2 separate regions of the Sus scrofa genome follow, and region 1 is linked to region 2. Evidence: chromatin contacts called from public Hi-C data. All regions are on one chromosome and are shown on one strand. The core of a region is the stretch at or near the end of the contact, and the rest is flanking DNA. Distances in the headings are between cores, read along the strand shown. Region 1 overlaps FAM35A (protein FAM35A). Region 2 holds the start of GLUD1 (glutamate dehydrogenase 1).

Region 1 (7,304 bases), core at 2,588-5,087, 74 kb after region 2:
ATACTGTCTGTTCTTTTCTCTTATCCGCATTATCTTTGCTAGTGATATTACCATTGTTTTATAAAATTCACTTGGGAATTCAGTAACCCTAATTAGAATAGATTTCATGTATCAGATGCTAAAAACTTAAAAACGTTTGTTTTTATTCATCCACTCAGCTGTGCCAGATACTCTCTGCAGTCTTTTCTTTACCCTACACATCTAATTGTTTCTTGGATATACCTCTGAACTGTTTCACAGATCTATCACCCTTTTTCCCCCTGCAGTCTTGCCTGGTTTCCAGCCCTTATCATTTACTGGATGGTCATTAGCCTCCTATTTTTCTTTCTTTCTTTCTTTTTTTTTTTTTTTTTTTTTGGCTACACCCTTGGCATGTGGAAATTCCTGGGCCAGGGATCAAACTCATGCCTCACTTGTAGCCTGCAGCACAGCTGCAGCAACACCAGGTCCTTAATTCACTGTACCACAAGGAACTTCTTTTCCTACTTATGAAAATTGATTTCTCTACATTAAATTGTCTATAAACTTGGATGGGAAGTCATTATGTGTTTTTTTTTTCTTCCAGTTTTATTGAGATAAATATAGACATACAGCACTGTGTAAGTTTAAGGTGTATAGCATAATGATTTGACTTACATGTATCATAAAATGGTTATCACAGTTTCATGAACATCTATCATCTCATATAGATAAAAAATTGAAGAAACAGAAAATTTTTTTTTTTCCTTGTGATTAGAACTCTTAGGATTTACTCTCTTAACAATTTTCAGGAGTTCCCGTCATGGTGCAGCAGAAATGAATCTGACTAGGAGCCATAAGGTTGCATGTTTGATCCCTGGCCTCACTCAGTGGGTTAAGGACCTGGTGTTGCCGTGAGCTCTGTTGTAGGTCTCAGACATGGCTCGGATCTGGCGTTGCTGTGGCTGTGGTGTTGGCCGGCAGCTGTAGCTCCGATTGGACCCCAACCTGGGAACCTCCACATGCAGCAGAAGCGGCCCTAAAAACACACACACATACACACACACACACACACACACACACAAAACCCCACAATTTTCATATGTAACATACAGCAGTGTTAATTATATTTATCATGTACATTATATCCCTAGTACTTATTTAAAACTGGAAGTTTGTACCTTTTGATTGCCTTCATTCAATCCTCCTCCCTCCACCCCTGCCATAAGACATTACATCTTTATTTTCACTAGCTGCTTAGTGAAAATTAGCATTTCTTTCCATTTGAATAAGGCAGCAATCCACAGTAATATCATCAATACTTGTGACTTGGTCACCAACGGAAAGCACGTATGTTCTGATTAAGTTGTTAATGATAACTTGAATATTATTTATGCCCATGATACTTTAAAATTATAGTAGTTGCTGCATATTCTGCTATACCTTGTTATTTAATGTTTTAATGAGGCACATAAGTTATTGCCATTTTAAAAATATTTTGATTACTGTATTTCTGTATAATTTGTTTTACTATCCTATTTCATTTTATGAATTTAAAAATATTACTTTGTAATAAAAAATGTTCTAAAATAATGGTAATATTTGCACAACTTGGTGAAATACTAAAAAAACCCCACTGAATTATACACTTTTTTAAAAAATGTCTTTTTAGGGCCTCACCCATGGCATATGGAAGTTCCTAGGCTAGGGGTTGAATTGGAGCTGTAGCTGCCAGCCTACCCCACAGTCACAGCAGTGCAGGATCTGAGCCACATCTGTGACCTACACCATAGCTCATGGCCATGCCTGATCCTTAACCCACTGAGCAAGGCCAGGGATCAAACCTGCATCCTCATGGATACTAGTCGGCTTCATTAACCACTGAGCCATGGCAGGGACTCCCTGAATTGCACACTTTAAAAGGGTGAAGTTTATGTGAATCACATTCTGATAAAGCTGTCATAAAAATATTATTCTGATAATGGGCCCATATACTTTATTTGGCTACCAAAAGCACCTATGGTAGGTACATAAAGGTTTACAAATCCCTTCTCTTTACTGGAAATATACCCCCCTTCCCAATGACTACCTTGAAAACTTTTGTTTGGCATTTTTCCAAAACCTAACTCAAATATTCCCTCTCTGAAGCCTGTCCAACTTCCCTGGGCAATTATTTTTGTGTGCTGTTAGGAATCCTTATATATATATTGCTTATACCCTAAGCCAGTGTTAGTTACTGACCACCTCTAGGCTGATAATTTCTTCAGCATTGGGATCATGACATGGTATGTCTTTGTATCCCTAGCTCCTGGTGTAATGCCTGGCACATAGTGAATGGTCTACTAATAAGTGAATGACTAAGGAGGCTTTGGTGTGGCATGAGAAATACATTAAGATGAAATGATACTGGGAGAAAGAAAGATGAATGATTTTTTTTTCTATTGAAATTGGCTAATAGACTCTTCTTTCTAAAAAGTACTTGTGTTTTTTGCTAAGATCTTATTTTTGGTCAATAATCATTTTATTAAAGCATACCTACCTTTCCTTCAGTTAAATTAAAATTTAATGAGCTAAACTCATCAATCTGTACATTTAAAATGCATGTATTTTATTGTATATGTGTATTTAATAAAAACTGAGGAAAAAAATTGAGACAGGAGAGAAAAACATCTAGGTCAAGTAATGACTGAAAAATAATTGCTGTGACAATCAAGAAAAGTATTATGAGGTGGAACATGCACAAATGCCAAATGAGAGAGAAAAGCTAAGCTTGGGAGAAGGAGAAATGACTTAATCTGTTCTGTGTAGTATTTGAATGGGTAGGGAGGATGCCAGTGTTGCAGCCAGTGAAAATGGTGAGGAGAGAGGCTTAGAGGTGGGAAAGGACAAGGCATGTTGAGGGAGAGCCAGTTCAGTGAATCTTAGAGTATTTCAGAGGTGAAATGCTGACAGTTTTGAGGAAGAAGAGCAGGGATAGGTGGGGAAGACACGATCAAATCAAATTCCAGGGATTAGGGAATGGGTTAGATACAACAGGGTATGGAGAAGTCAAAAAATAATTGAAAAAAAATTGAAATATTGGTCTTGGTTAATTGGTGGAAAATGATGTTAACAAAATAGAGAAGTAAGGGAACAGGACAAGTTTCTTTGGAAATGGTAAATAATTCCATTTTCATTGGTTAAAAGTATCAAGCTTATTTTGTCATCTAAACTGATTCAAGAATAAGCTGTTTTATAGAAATGAAATTGTGTTTTACATTTAATCACACTTTACAGCATAAAATATCAGTTCTAAGAAAATATTGTATTGAGAAAATATAGGAGTTCCCGTCGTGGCGCAGTGGTTAACAAATCCAACTAGAAACCATGAGAAAATACAATGTTTACATCTTTTGTACGTTTTTTTTTTCTTTTCTTTCTTAGATTCCGGTGTAGTTAGTGATGTTGTACTTCAAGATTTACTGGCATATGTGTCTTCAAAACACTCCTATCTCAGAGACCTTCCTCAAAGGCAGCCTCAGAAAATGAGCAGTATAGAATTTGTAGAATTGGAGCAGCTTCAGCCAGACATATTAGTCCACGCAGTTCTAAGAGTTGTTGATATCACTATACTGACAGGTAAACATTGTGGGCTCCTCCTTAATTTTAGGTTAAAAAAAAATTAAAGTACATGACCATCTTAGTATACCATTTGGTTATCAGTAGATATTTATCATTAAACACTGAAGTACAGTATCACATCTAATAGAGTAGTGCCAATGAAAAAAATATTCCTTTTCCTTTTCCAGAGGCATTATACAGTTATAGAGGACAGAAGCAAAGGAAAGTTATGTTAACAGTGGAGCAGACCCAAGGTCAACATTATGTGCTTGTATTATGGGGTCCTGGAGCAGCCTGGTACCCTCAGCTTCAAAGGAAAAAAGGTAAATACACCAAAAGCATTTAACCTATTTATAGTTAAGTAAATGATTAATGCTTATGAACCTAAGATGAAGAGATTCTGGAGATCAGACTATGTTTGAAATATAATTGATCACGATTAGATATTCTCTTGCAGACTTCTTCTGTTATGATTTTATACCTCCTGCAAGCAATTCAGTGATCTAAAAAGTCCTCTGTAATTAATGGTAGCAAAATAAAAGCTTCCATTTATTCCCAGGTGTTCTACTTTACCTTTTTAGTGAGGATCTTACCTTCTTCTGATAATGTTCTTAAAAAATTTAATCCTGGAGAAGCTTCTTCAATTTTTATTCAGCGAAAGTAATCTAATAAATAAACTTCTCTCTAGTTATAAGGCAGATGTTAGAGGAGTTGTATTAACTCTTTCGTCACAATGTTACTGTTTAATTAATTACTGTGTTCCAGGTTTTTATCCCAGTTGTTTTGAAAGTGTGGACTATTAGCCATAGAATGTTCATGTTTAAAGTATGACCCATGATTACATTTTTTAAAAAATAGTAAATAATGTTGGAGTTCCTGTCGTGGCGCAGTGGTTAACGAATCCGACTAGGAACCATGAGGTTGTGGGTTCGATCCCTGGCCTTGCTCAGTGGGTTAAGGCTCTGGTGTTGCCATGAGCTGTGGCGTAGGTTGCAGACGCGGCTTGGATCTGATGTTGCTGTGGCATAGGCTGGCGGCTACAGCTCAGTTTAGACCCCTAACCTGGAAACCTCCATATGCCGCGGGAGCAGCCCAAGAAAAGACAAAAAGAGGAAAAAAAAAAAGTAAATAATGTATGATGTATTGAATTAAATGGAATTGGTGTTTCAATAAAATAGCATAATATCTTCCTTTTGGTATTGTGAAATCGTTTAGTTTTAACAATCAGATAGTTTAATTACTGGTTTATGAATTATTTTACTCTGCTAAATTAATTCAGAGACTGATTAAGTATGTGATTTATTTTTTCTTACCTGAAAGAGTTAATGTTTCTTGCAAACTTCTATTTCAAAATAGTTGTCTAAAGATAGGATCTGTTGCATTGTCTCTCTTAATCATTAATAGCCCAAAACTAGGATTTGAGATAAGTCTGACTTTTGACTTTTATGTTAAGATCAAACGAAGACAAGTATTTGTGTGGTTGAGAAATCTGACAAACATGTGTCAGTAATAGACAAACCATCCTTATTGACCACAGGTAACATGGCCAGGAGCACAAGTCTACTGCATGCTGGACGGAATGTAGGTCAAAGGTGTTATTCCAAAGCAGATTGCTCCATGCTTAGTATGAATATTCTTTTAAAATCAATAGTTATTTGGTTATAGAAGAGGAATTATTGTTATCTCTAGATAATTCTGTGATATTTAGGTTAATATTGAAAATTTATGAATCTAGGAATTAAAGTGTAATTGTTCTTCATTTGTTCAGTATATTTATTTATAATCATTGTTTTTGAGGTTTTTTATGATTTTTATTTTTTCCATTAGAGTTTATTTACAGTGTTCTGTCAATTTCTACTGCACAGCAAAGTGACCCAGTCATACATGTATATATATTCTTTTTCTCACATTATCCTCCACCATGTTTCATCACAAGTGACTGGATATAGTTCCCTGTGCTATACAGCAGGATATTTTTAAGTTGTAATATCCCTCTTAATACCTCAAGATTATTCTCTCTAAATGGGAAAATACCTTTTTTTTTTTTTTTTTTTTTAAATCTTTTGTCTGTTTAGGGCCGCACCTTCGGCATATGGAGGTTCCCAGGCTGGGGGCCAAATTGGAGCTGTAGCTGCTGGCCTATGCCACAGCCACAGCAACACGGGATCTGAGCTGCATCTGTGAACTGCACCACAGCTCATAGCAATGCCAGATCCTTAACCTACTGGGCAAGGCCAGGGATCAAACATGCATCCTCATGGATACTAGTCAGGTTTGTAACCATTGAGCCACGATGGGAACCCTGAAAATACCAATTTTGAAGAATCATTTCAGTAAGTGAAATGATTTCTACTTTCAGAAATTGTTAGCATTCTAGCCATTCATTTAGTATTTCTCGAGGCATTCCCCATATTAGCCTCTGTACTGGGCATTGGTTTTGCTTGTTCCCAAAGATAACAAACTCACATTTAGGTGATATAATTAGAAATGATTGTCACGCAGTCATTACTGCATACTAGAGATAACAGAGTTGATATTTTGGAGAAGAAGAATAAGAAATCAATCCCAAGTTCATGTTTTTTTTTTGAAACATGTGTTGCTAATAGAAGTTTGGTATGCCTCAGATGTAGGAAGCATTGGTCACAGTTTAGGTCCTAATAAGGGTGGACTAGGGATGTAAGTTACATTTCTTGGGAATAATTGGGTATGCATAAAATAAGCTATTCAGAACTAAATGCCATTCTAATGTAATATTCTCCTGAAGTCATTGAATAGAAGTCTTTTTTTTTTTTTTTTTTTTTTTTTTTTTTTTTTGACTTTTCAGGGCCGCACTCGTGGCATATGGAGGTTCCCAGGCTAAGGGTCAAATTGGAGCTGTAGCTGCTGGCCTGATGGCAGCTAAGTTAAGTTACTAATTGAGTTCTTAACCCGCTGAGTCACAACAGGAACTCCTGCTTCAGGATCCTGCATGTATATGTTTCCTCTGCCTAGAGTGCTTCCCCAGCTCTCCCCTTGGATGGCTCCTTCCTCTCTCAGCTCCACTTTCAGATCCGCACACATGAATATACATAATCACTCCCATAATCACTCTCTGTAGTCCACTCCTGCCACTTAACATAGTCGGGATCATCTAGCTTATCTGCTTGCTTGGTAATTAACTAAATTTCTCAGTAGGTTGTTAACTCTGTGAATGTAGGCACCCTGACTAGTTTGTTCATCATCGTATTCCCTTCACACAGCACTCCCTGTGTAAGTAGATATTTTCTTTAAGAATGAATGAAGAGGAGTTCCCGTCGTGGCGCGGTGGTTAACGAATCTGACTAGGAACCATGAGGTTGCGGGTTTGATCCCTGCCCTTGCTCAGTGGGTTAAGGATCCGGCGTTGCCGTGAGCTGTGGTGTAGGTCACAGACGTGGCTCGGATCCAGCGTTGCTGTGGCTCTGGCGTAGGCTGGCAGCTACAGCTCTGATTAGACCCCTAGCCTGGGAACCTCCGTATGCCGCGGGAGCGGCCCAAGAAATGGCAAAAAGACAAAAAAAAAAAAGAAAAAAAAGGAATGAATGAAGAATAAAATACAGACCAGGGAGTTTCCATTGTGGCTCAGCAGTAGTGACAAACCCAACTAGTATCCATGAGGATGCAAGTTTGATCCCTGGCCCTGCCCAATGGGTTAAGGATCCAGGGTTGCTGTGAGCTGCGAAGTAGGTTGCGGACACGACTCAGATCCCCAGCTGCTATGGCTGTGA
Region 2 (7,621 bases), core at 1,335-3,834:
CTAGGTTTATTAATAGTTTGATATAAAACTGCTGTGGCAACAAGAGGAAGAGGACTGAAAAACTATGGCAATCTTGAGTTGCTTTAGTGAGTTTGTGGAATTGTGACTCATAATGATAGGAAAGGGCTTGGCATATAAAGAACAGCATAATATAAAAATCAAGGGAACTAAATCAGATTCTGCAGAAAAATAAGCTGATTTAGTTGCATATCTTTTAAATGACTGGAAAATACTGCCAAAAGGACAGTATAAGAACTTGATGTCCATTCTAAATAAACACTACACTTTAATATTTGCTAACTTTGCTTCTTCTTTCAACATTCTGTCTGATTGTCTTGGGATGGTGAGCTTGCATTCTTGGTTAGAGATTAAGGGAGTGAGGAGGAAGAAGGAAGGTGACATAGGAAATGGACAGTGTGAATGTTTTATGTAATACTGGAGCTAGAAAGAGAGATCAAAGTGGTTCAAAAGTTGGTTTTAGGGAGTTGCCCTCATGGCTCAGAGGTTAGCAAACCTGACCTGTATCCATGAGTACTCGGGTTCTATCCCTGGCCTCGCTCAGTGGGTTAAGGATCTGGCATTACCATGAGCTGTGTGTATATAGGTTGCTGACGTGGCTCGGATCCCACGTTGCTGTGGTTGTGGCATAGGCCTGCAGCTACAGCTCTGATTCGAGCCCTAGCCTGGGAACCTCCATTTGCCAAAAGACTGGGGCCCTAAAATGACAAAAAGTAGGTTTTAGGAGAGAAAAACAGAGAGCTGGAGGGTAATTAAGCTCTAAAGCTAAGTCCTAGAAGTGGGTAGGGCCAATGCAAAACTAGCAATTTGTAAAAGTAAATCATTAAGCAGTTTGAAGCAACCTTTGTTCCTATACTAAGAATGCCAGCAGAGCTCAGATTTTTCAGGTAGAGAGATTTCTAAAGATCATCCTTTTAGTCAGCTGGTATAATAGAACACCGGACCAGATTTACCCAAACAAAAGGTCTTGACAAAGATCCTCTTTATTAGCCAAGCAACCTCCAGCAAGATTCTTTACCTCCCTGGGTCCTTTATTCTACATAATTTAAAAAATAGAAATAAGTGGTTTTGCCACGTTATTTTTTAAGCACTTTAAACATGCACTGTGCAATTTTGGGGGGGGGTGTTATTTGCTCAAGAAAGCAATCTTAACTGTAGAAGAAGCCAAATCTACAGACATTCAAAATTTTAAACTACAGGATAATTTGTTAACTATCAAAATTTAACCGACTCAGCTCCTTCAAGTACTTTATCTTTTCCTCAAGCTCAAATCTAGTACTAGCTAGGATCAGTACACACCCCCCGGGCTATTTCATTCCATTGGCTGGCTGGCCGTCCTGCAGTCTAAACCCTTTAGATTTATTGTCAGGACGCCCGGTGTTTGTCAGATGTTACTCTGCTCATGTATTACCTTTTCTGTGTGTGCAAGACCGAAGCCGTCAGGGTAGGAAAATGCATAATTAATAAACATGTAATTAATAAATTCATTTAGTTAGTAAAACTGGATTTCAAACGTAAAAGGCGATTCATTTTGTATGTTCCTGTGTCATCTGTCACTGCTGTAGAAGGGTGAAAAAATCCGCAAACAATTCTTTCATGGTTTGCATTCGCATGAGTCATAGAAGCCCACAAAATCTAGCAGAGGCACAATCAGATAGGCCGGTCAATCCCTTTTCCACAAGTGCTTTTCGTTAAGACCCACCCAATTTGTCACAGACGCTAGGATCAAAGAGCGGTACGGTGTCTTCTGCAAACAGCATCAACATGCAGAAGCCGGGGGTGATGGCTAGCGGGGGAAGGAGATGGGGTAACTATACGGTGGTGATAGGGTGGAAAATTCACTATCCACTGGAGCCTGATACATCCGAGGCCGGGCTGGTGGGGCGGGGGGGACGTGGGTGGGGGACAATGCCCGCCCGGGCTGGACTGAGCCGTGGCGGGTGAGGCAGGCGGCCAGGCGGGGCAGGGCGCGAGGAGCTGGGTAGCGCTCACCTCCCTTGCAGGGCGTACGGTGCTGGCTATGCTGGGCCCGGTAGCCCTCGATAACCTCCCAGGATCCGTCGTCGCGCCGGATGGGGAAGGACAGGCTCAGCACATGGTTGCAGGGCTTGATGATCCGCAGGATGCCACGCACCCTGTTCCGCTTCTGCTCCTCGCTCTCCCGGGTCTTGAGGTCCTCCACTAGCTTGTCCTCCACGATGCTGGCGCCGCGATCGAAGAAGCCCTCCACCATCTTGAAGAAATTGGGGTCGTCCTCGCGGTCGGCCGCCGCCTCGCTATAGTGTCGCCTGGCGGGCGGCGCGAGACCCGGCTGCGGGGCGGTGGCGGGCTGCCCGCGGGTCCGGCCCAGCAGCGCGGCCGAGTCTGCCGCCGCCGAGCCCAGGGCGGCGGGCCCGGCGCGGGACAGCAGCAGCGCTTCACCTAGGCAGCGGTACATGGCGGCGGGGCGGAGGCCGCGGAGGAGAGAAGCTCTCGCAGGCCCGGGGACTGACGGACGGAGGGAGAAAGGACCCGGCACTGTCTTCCCTTTTAAGCCGCAGCTTCCTTCCTTCCTGGCTGTCCCCTCCCCTCCGCCGCTCGCCGCCTAACCCGGAGGACGGACTTTGGGGGCCGCGGGCCAACGTCGCCTGTGAATGGCAGGGCGGGGGGCGCGCGCCGCCCAGGGAGCCGGGCCTCCGCCTCCGCCGTGGCCTCGCCCGGCCTCCCCGGCGGCGGCGGCGGCGGCGGCGCGTGCCGGCGAGGCCGCTCGGAGGCGCGCAGGCGCGGGCGGGCCTAGCGCGCATGCTCGCGGGGCGGGGGTGGGGGTGGGGCGAGGGCTCCCGCAGGCTGCTGAGATCTGCCCGGAGCTGGTGTCCTGGTAGGTCTGTGCGTGGTCCCGGCCTTGCCGGGGAAGGGTTTTTGCCGGGGGAGGGGAGGCCTCGCTGGGGAAGGGACCTTCCAGCCTCTGGGGGGCGCTAAGAGTCTGGTTCCGGGACGGAGCGTGGGTGAAGGTAGTGTGGTCTGGCGGTGGGCCCGGGGCGAGTGAGTCAGGGGTATTCCTTTTTTCAGCCTGCGCGCCCTCGGGCGGGGAGTCCGTCCCGCGTCTGTCTTCCGGCGGCCGGGAGAGGCAGCGGTTGGAGGCCGGGCTAAGGGCTTGACTTTATCCGCCGAGACTGGGAAGAACTCCTGTCAATGGAGTGGAAGTTTTGAGGTGGCTTGCAGGAAGGGGAAAGCAGAAAGCCTGGGAGCTGGGGAATCCCTTACCCATTGGCTTTCACCGCTCGAAGTTTCTTATTTGTCCCTTTCAACTGTTCAGTGAGGTTGAGAGGAAATAGACATGTAAATCATTGTTGTGTCTTTCTAAAATTTACTGACTGTGCGTCCCTATTTCAGAAATATGTTCTTGAAATAGTCTGAAAACACACTATAGAAATGCAATAAAACTAGAAATTCTTCCTCAATAATATACGTATTAATGATCTAGAATAGGATTCGTAGACTTAAAGAATATGAGGGTTTGATTTTGAATTTATACTTGATGAGCTATGCTTAAGTTATAACACTCCTGTGGATAAGTTTGTTGCTTGTAAAAGTGTACTGACTCAGTTTGTAAGACAAGCTATCAAAGGCCATATTACTAGCTTTAGCATCCCCTCTGTACTTTGGTGATTTTTAAAAACGGCATCTTTTTGACTTGCAAAACGACTTTGCCTTCTGATACTGACTTTATTCACTTATTAGAGCATGGATGAGAATTTTTTTTGCCTTTTTTTTTTTTTAAGGGCCACACCCGTGGCATATGGAGGTTCCCAGGCTAGGGGTCCAATCGGAGCTGTATCTGTTGGCCTACAGGATGGCCACAGCAACGCCAAATCAGAGTGGCCTTCTCAACCTACACTGCAGCTCACCGCAGTGCCAGATCCTTAACCCACTGAGCAAGGCCAGGGATTGAACCTACATCCTCATGGATACTAGTCACATTCCCTTACACTGAGCCACAAGGGGTATTACTGTTTATTTGTTTTAAGATTTTTATTTTTTCTATTATATTGATTTACAATGTTCTTTCAGTTTCTGCTGTACAGCAAACTGACCCAGTCGTATATATATATATGTGTGTGTGTATATATATACATATATATATGTGTGTGTGTGTGTGTGTGTGTATATACTCTTTTTCTCACATTATCCTCCATCATATTCCATCCCAAGTGACTAGATAACAGTTCCCTCTGCTATACAACAGGGAGAATGTTTTAATTCTCACAATATTCTGTAAAGTATGAGGTGAGAACCTGGATCTTCACTAAATTACGTTCGGATTAAATTCTTAGATATGTTTTGAGGAAAGTGGTTTAAAAGCTTAGTTTTATTGCCTTTGTTTATCTCCTTGATAACTTTAGCCTTCAGAAAAATAAATGTTTAACTTTGCTTCTTCCAAGTTTTGTTCACCTGAATTCAAGAAGGTAGAAAGGCTATGGAAGGAAGTAAAGAAATTATTATTATTATTTTTTTTTCTGGGCCACACCCATGGCATATGGAAGTTCCAAGGGTAGGGGTCTAATCCAAGCTGTAGTTGCCAGCCTGCACCATAGCCACAGCAATGCCAGGCCTGAGCCACATCTGCAGCGTACACTACAGCTAATGGCAATGCCAGATCCTTAGCCCACTGAGTGAGGCCAGCGATCAGACCCACATCCTCATGAATACTAGTTGGGTTCATTTACTGCTGAGCCACAATGAGAACTCCCGGAAATTATTTTAATTTGAGAATCTCCTATGTATAGATGCCTTAAAAGTATCTCTAAAAGAACCCATCAAGTAGATTTTTGAATTTTTAAAATCTTTTATTTTAAAATTGTGCTCTAAAAAAGGAGGGGGGGGGAATTCCCGTTGTGGCTCATTGGTAAGGAAACAAACTAGTATGAGGATGCCCGTTTGATCCCTGGCCTTGGTCAGTGGGTTAAGGATCCACGTTGCCATGAGCTGCACTGTAGGTCACAGATGTGGCTCAGATTCCATGTTGCTGTGGCTGTGGTATAGGCTGACAGCTGCAGCTCTGATTGGACCCCTAGCCAGAAAACTTACACGTGCTGCAGATGCGGCCCTAAAAAAAAAAAAAAAAAGAAAAACTGGGATTTTGAACTCACTTGTATGTAATTCATTATGTCTCTCTGCCTTTTTCTTTTCTCAGGTTTTTTTTAACTGGAGGTTCAGTTTTTTGTTTTCCTCAGGAAAAGAAAGATAGTACATTCAGTTGTTTATTATTCAGGATACCTCACCAGTCAGTGCCACTTGATCTATGTGGGTGACCCTGTATAAAAGCAAATCTTTATTCTATCTTTAGCATTTTCTTTATAGAAATTTTAGATGAGTTGTGATTTCGATATGGGATTGGGGTTTGAAGAGTAAGAAAGCAAGTGTAAGCTAAAAATTGCAACATATCTGGGATGGTGTTAAAAGCAGACATAACTGAAAAATATACTGGAGAAGCAAAAAAGCACCTTCTTGTTGACCATCACGGAGAGATGCAGAAAAAATAGATTATATCGTGAAGTATAAATGTACATATAATTATACTGAGCTTGTTCCTTAGTGAAAGGCAGGAAAGAAAAACATGACTGAAGCAGTAGGGATTAGGGTAGAGACACTGGTAATGTGGGCAGATAAATTAGGGGGGTCCCTGGAGAAAGAGAACCAGATATGGCTTTCTTGACATAAGAGAAGCCATTTTGTCCTAAGCCGTTTTGTGATCTAAGCCTGGCCACAATGCTTGCCCTTGAACAAGCCTCAGTAATTAGTGATCTTAAGGGAATAAAGGAATGCAGGAATGGAGAAGAGAGAGTCAAACAATAATGCAGTGATAAATCAGACTCCTAGTTCCTCCTCAAGGGATATACCTAATATATCTATAAGTTCTGTAGGGAACTAAGGCCCCTACCCAAGTGGAGGGTGGTATGATGATGTTGACCTACTTGCCTTCAATCAACTAAAGCCTGGACTCTGTCCACCTTTGTCCCAGTTCTATGCTGAGTTCCCCTCTGCTCAGGCCCCTCTGTGAATATGCATGTACCCTTAGCTTAAAACTTACCCATTTTTGCTGTTGGGGAGACATGGCTTTGGGAAAGATCCCTGGTATTCTTTTTACTTGCTGCAGGTAATAATAAATCCTTCCTTCTCCCAGTCTTTGGTGTGATTGTGTCTACTGGCTCAATACCCACCAAGAGGGGAACCCAGTTTTGGGGTAACAGTAAGGGCTGGAGTCAGCTAAGGAGCAGCAGTCTAACATCCTGATGTGGATAGCAAGGAATGAACAGATATTTGCTAGCTTAATTAGTTAGGACGCTCTGGCCCTCAAGTAACGATATCCAAATAAAGACGGTTTAAACTAAAGTCATAAACCAACTGATAATTATTATCTAATAAGAAGTCTGTAGGTAAGGCAGGTATAGGGCTTAGTGATTCAGTGCTTCAGGGACCCAAGGCTTTTCTCTGTTATTTTCAGCAAGTTGGTGATATCTTTCCTCATGGTTATAAGATTGCTAAAGCAGTTCCAGAGGTCACAGACAGACACAAGTATTATGTAGAAGAACAGTAGTTTCCTCCCATACATAGCTCTCTAGTGGTGAAGAAAACCTTTTCCAAAGGCCTGCCAACCAGCTTCAACTCTTAGACCCCAAGAGCTCGGATGGTTTATTTGCCCTGCTCTTGCTGTAAAGGAGACTAGAAAGAAGAATTTCTGGCACTCTTAACTTCTGAAGTATACCCAGGCTGTGCCAGCAAGCAAGAAAGTTTTGGAAGGAATAATTGTTAAATTGGCAGCCAACGGTGTTTGTAATATTTGCCATTGAAAATAACTGACCCTCTCTTTGCTATCTTATTATGGTAATGTATTTTCCTAGGATACAAGTGCAGTTTATGAAGAGTGAAATAGAAGTTCCTGTTGTGGCTCAGTGGGTTAAGAACCCGACATAGTATCCATGAGGATGCGAGTTCAATCCCTGGCCTCTCTCAGTGGGTGAAGGATCCTATATTGCCATAAACTGCAGTGTAGGTTGCAGATGCAGCCCAGATTTGGCATTGCTGTGACTGTGGTGTAGGCCGGCAGCTCTCATTTGACCCCTAGCCAAGGAACTCCAAAAAAAAAAAAAAAAAAAGGATGAAGCATTCTTAACTATGGCACTGGGAATTGTGATGCTTAAGGTTTCATATTCTCTACATTGAGAAATCTGCAGGTTTTAGTTCCCTTTGAAAATTATCATTATTTTTCATGCTCTCTACATTAGAAATCTGCAGAGTCTAGTTCCCTTTGACATCTTATATAATGCTGATAATTTTGAGATTATACCTCCTGGCATTTGTGGTGCAGAGGAAACAAATGTGACTAGGAACCATGAGGTTGCAGGTTCTATCCCTGGCCTTGCTCGATGGGTTAAGGATCCAGTGTTGCCATGAGCTGTGGTGTAGGTCACAGACACGGCTCTGATCTGGCGTAGGCTGGCGGCTACAGCTCTGATTTGACCCCTAGCCCGGGAACCTCCATATGCTGTGGGTGTGGCCCTAAAAGGACAAAAGACAAAAACGAAAAAACAAACAAAAAAACCCTCCTTTTTTGAATGGCTTT

What was found. A called contact is a pair of places that touch in the nucleus more often than the background predicts.
Region 1: a Hi-C map of liver shows a contact between it and region 2, with 5 times the contacts expected there. The contact joins the enhancer-like site here to the promoter of GLUD1 in region 2. A contact is called at or near these places in 1 of 5 promoter capture datasets (liver), 7 of 47 Hi-C or Micro-C datasets (embryonic fibroblasts, epiblast stem cells, liver and 1 more) and 1 of 2 datasets of contacts at active chromatin or transcription factors (alveolar macrophages).

What each region holds. Positions count from the first base shown.
Region 1 is chr14:88,075,879-88,083,182 of Sscrofa11.1, forward strand. It overlaps FAM35A (protein FAM35A), which reads left to right. Exons shown (of 9, transcript XM_021073593.1): 4 at 3,382-3,576; 5 at 3,747-3,881. Among named protein-coding and RNA genes, the nearest start is that of FAM35A, 74 kb to the left of the region's middle. Within about 2 kb of position 3,838, at least 2 of the 83 cell types and tissues checked have an H3K27ac peak or open chromatin away from gene starts, as enhancers often do. A contact at or near this core is called in liver, where this site is marked.
Region 2 is chr14:88,002,791-88,010,411 of Sscrofa11.1, forward strand. It overlaps GLUD1 (glutamate dehydrogenase 1), which reads right to left and starts at 2,585. Exons shown (of 13, transcript NM_001244501.1): 1 at 2,011-2,585. The coding sequence starts at 2,455. FAM35A (protein FAM35A) reads left to right here and starts at 2,809. Exons shown (of 9, transcript XM_021073593.1): 1 at 2,809-2,875.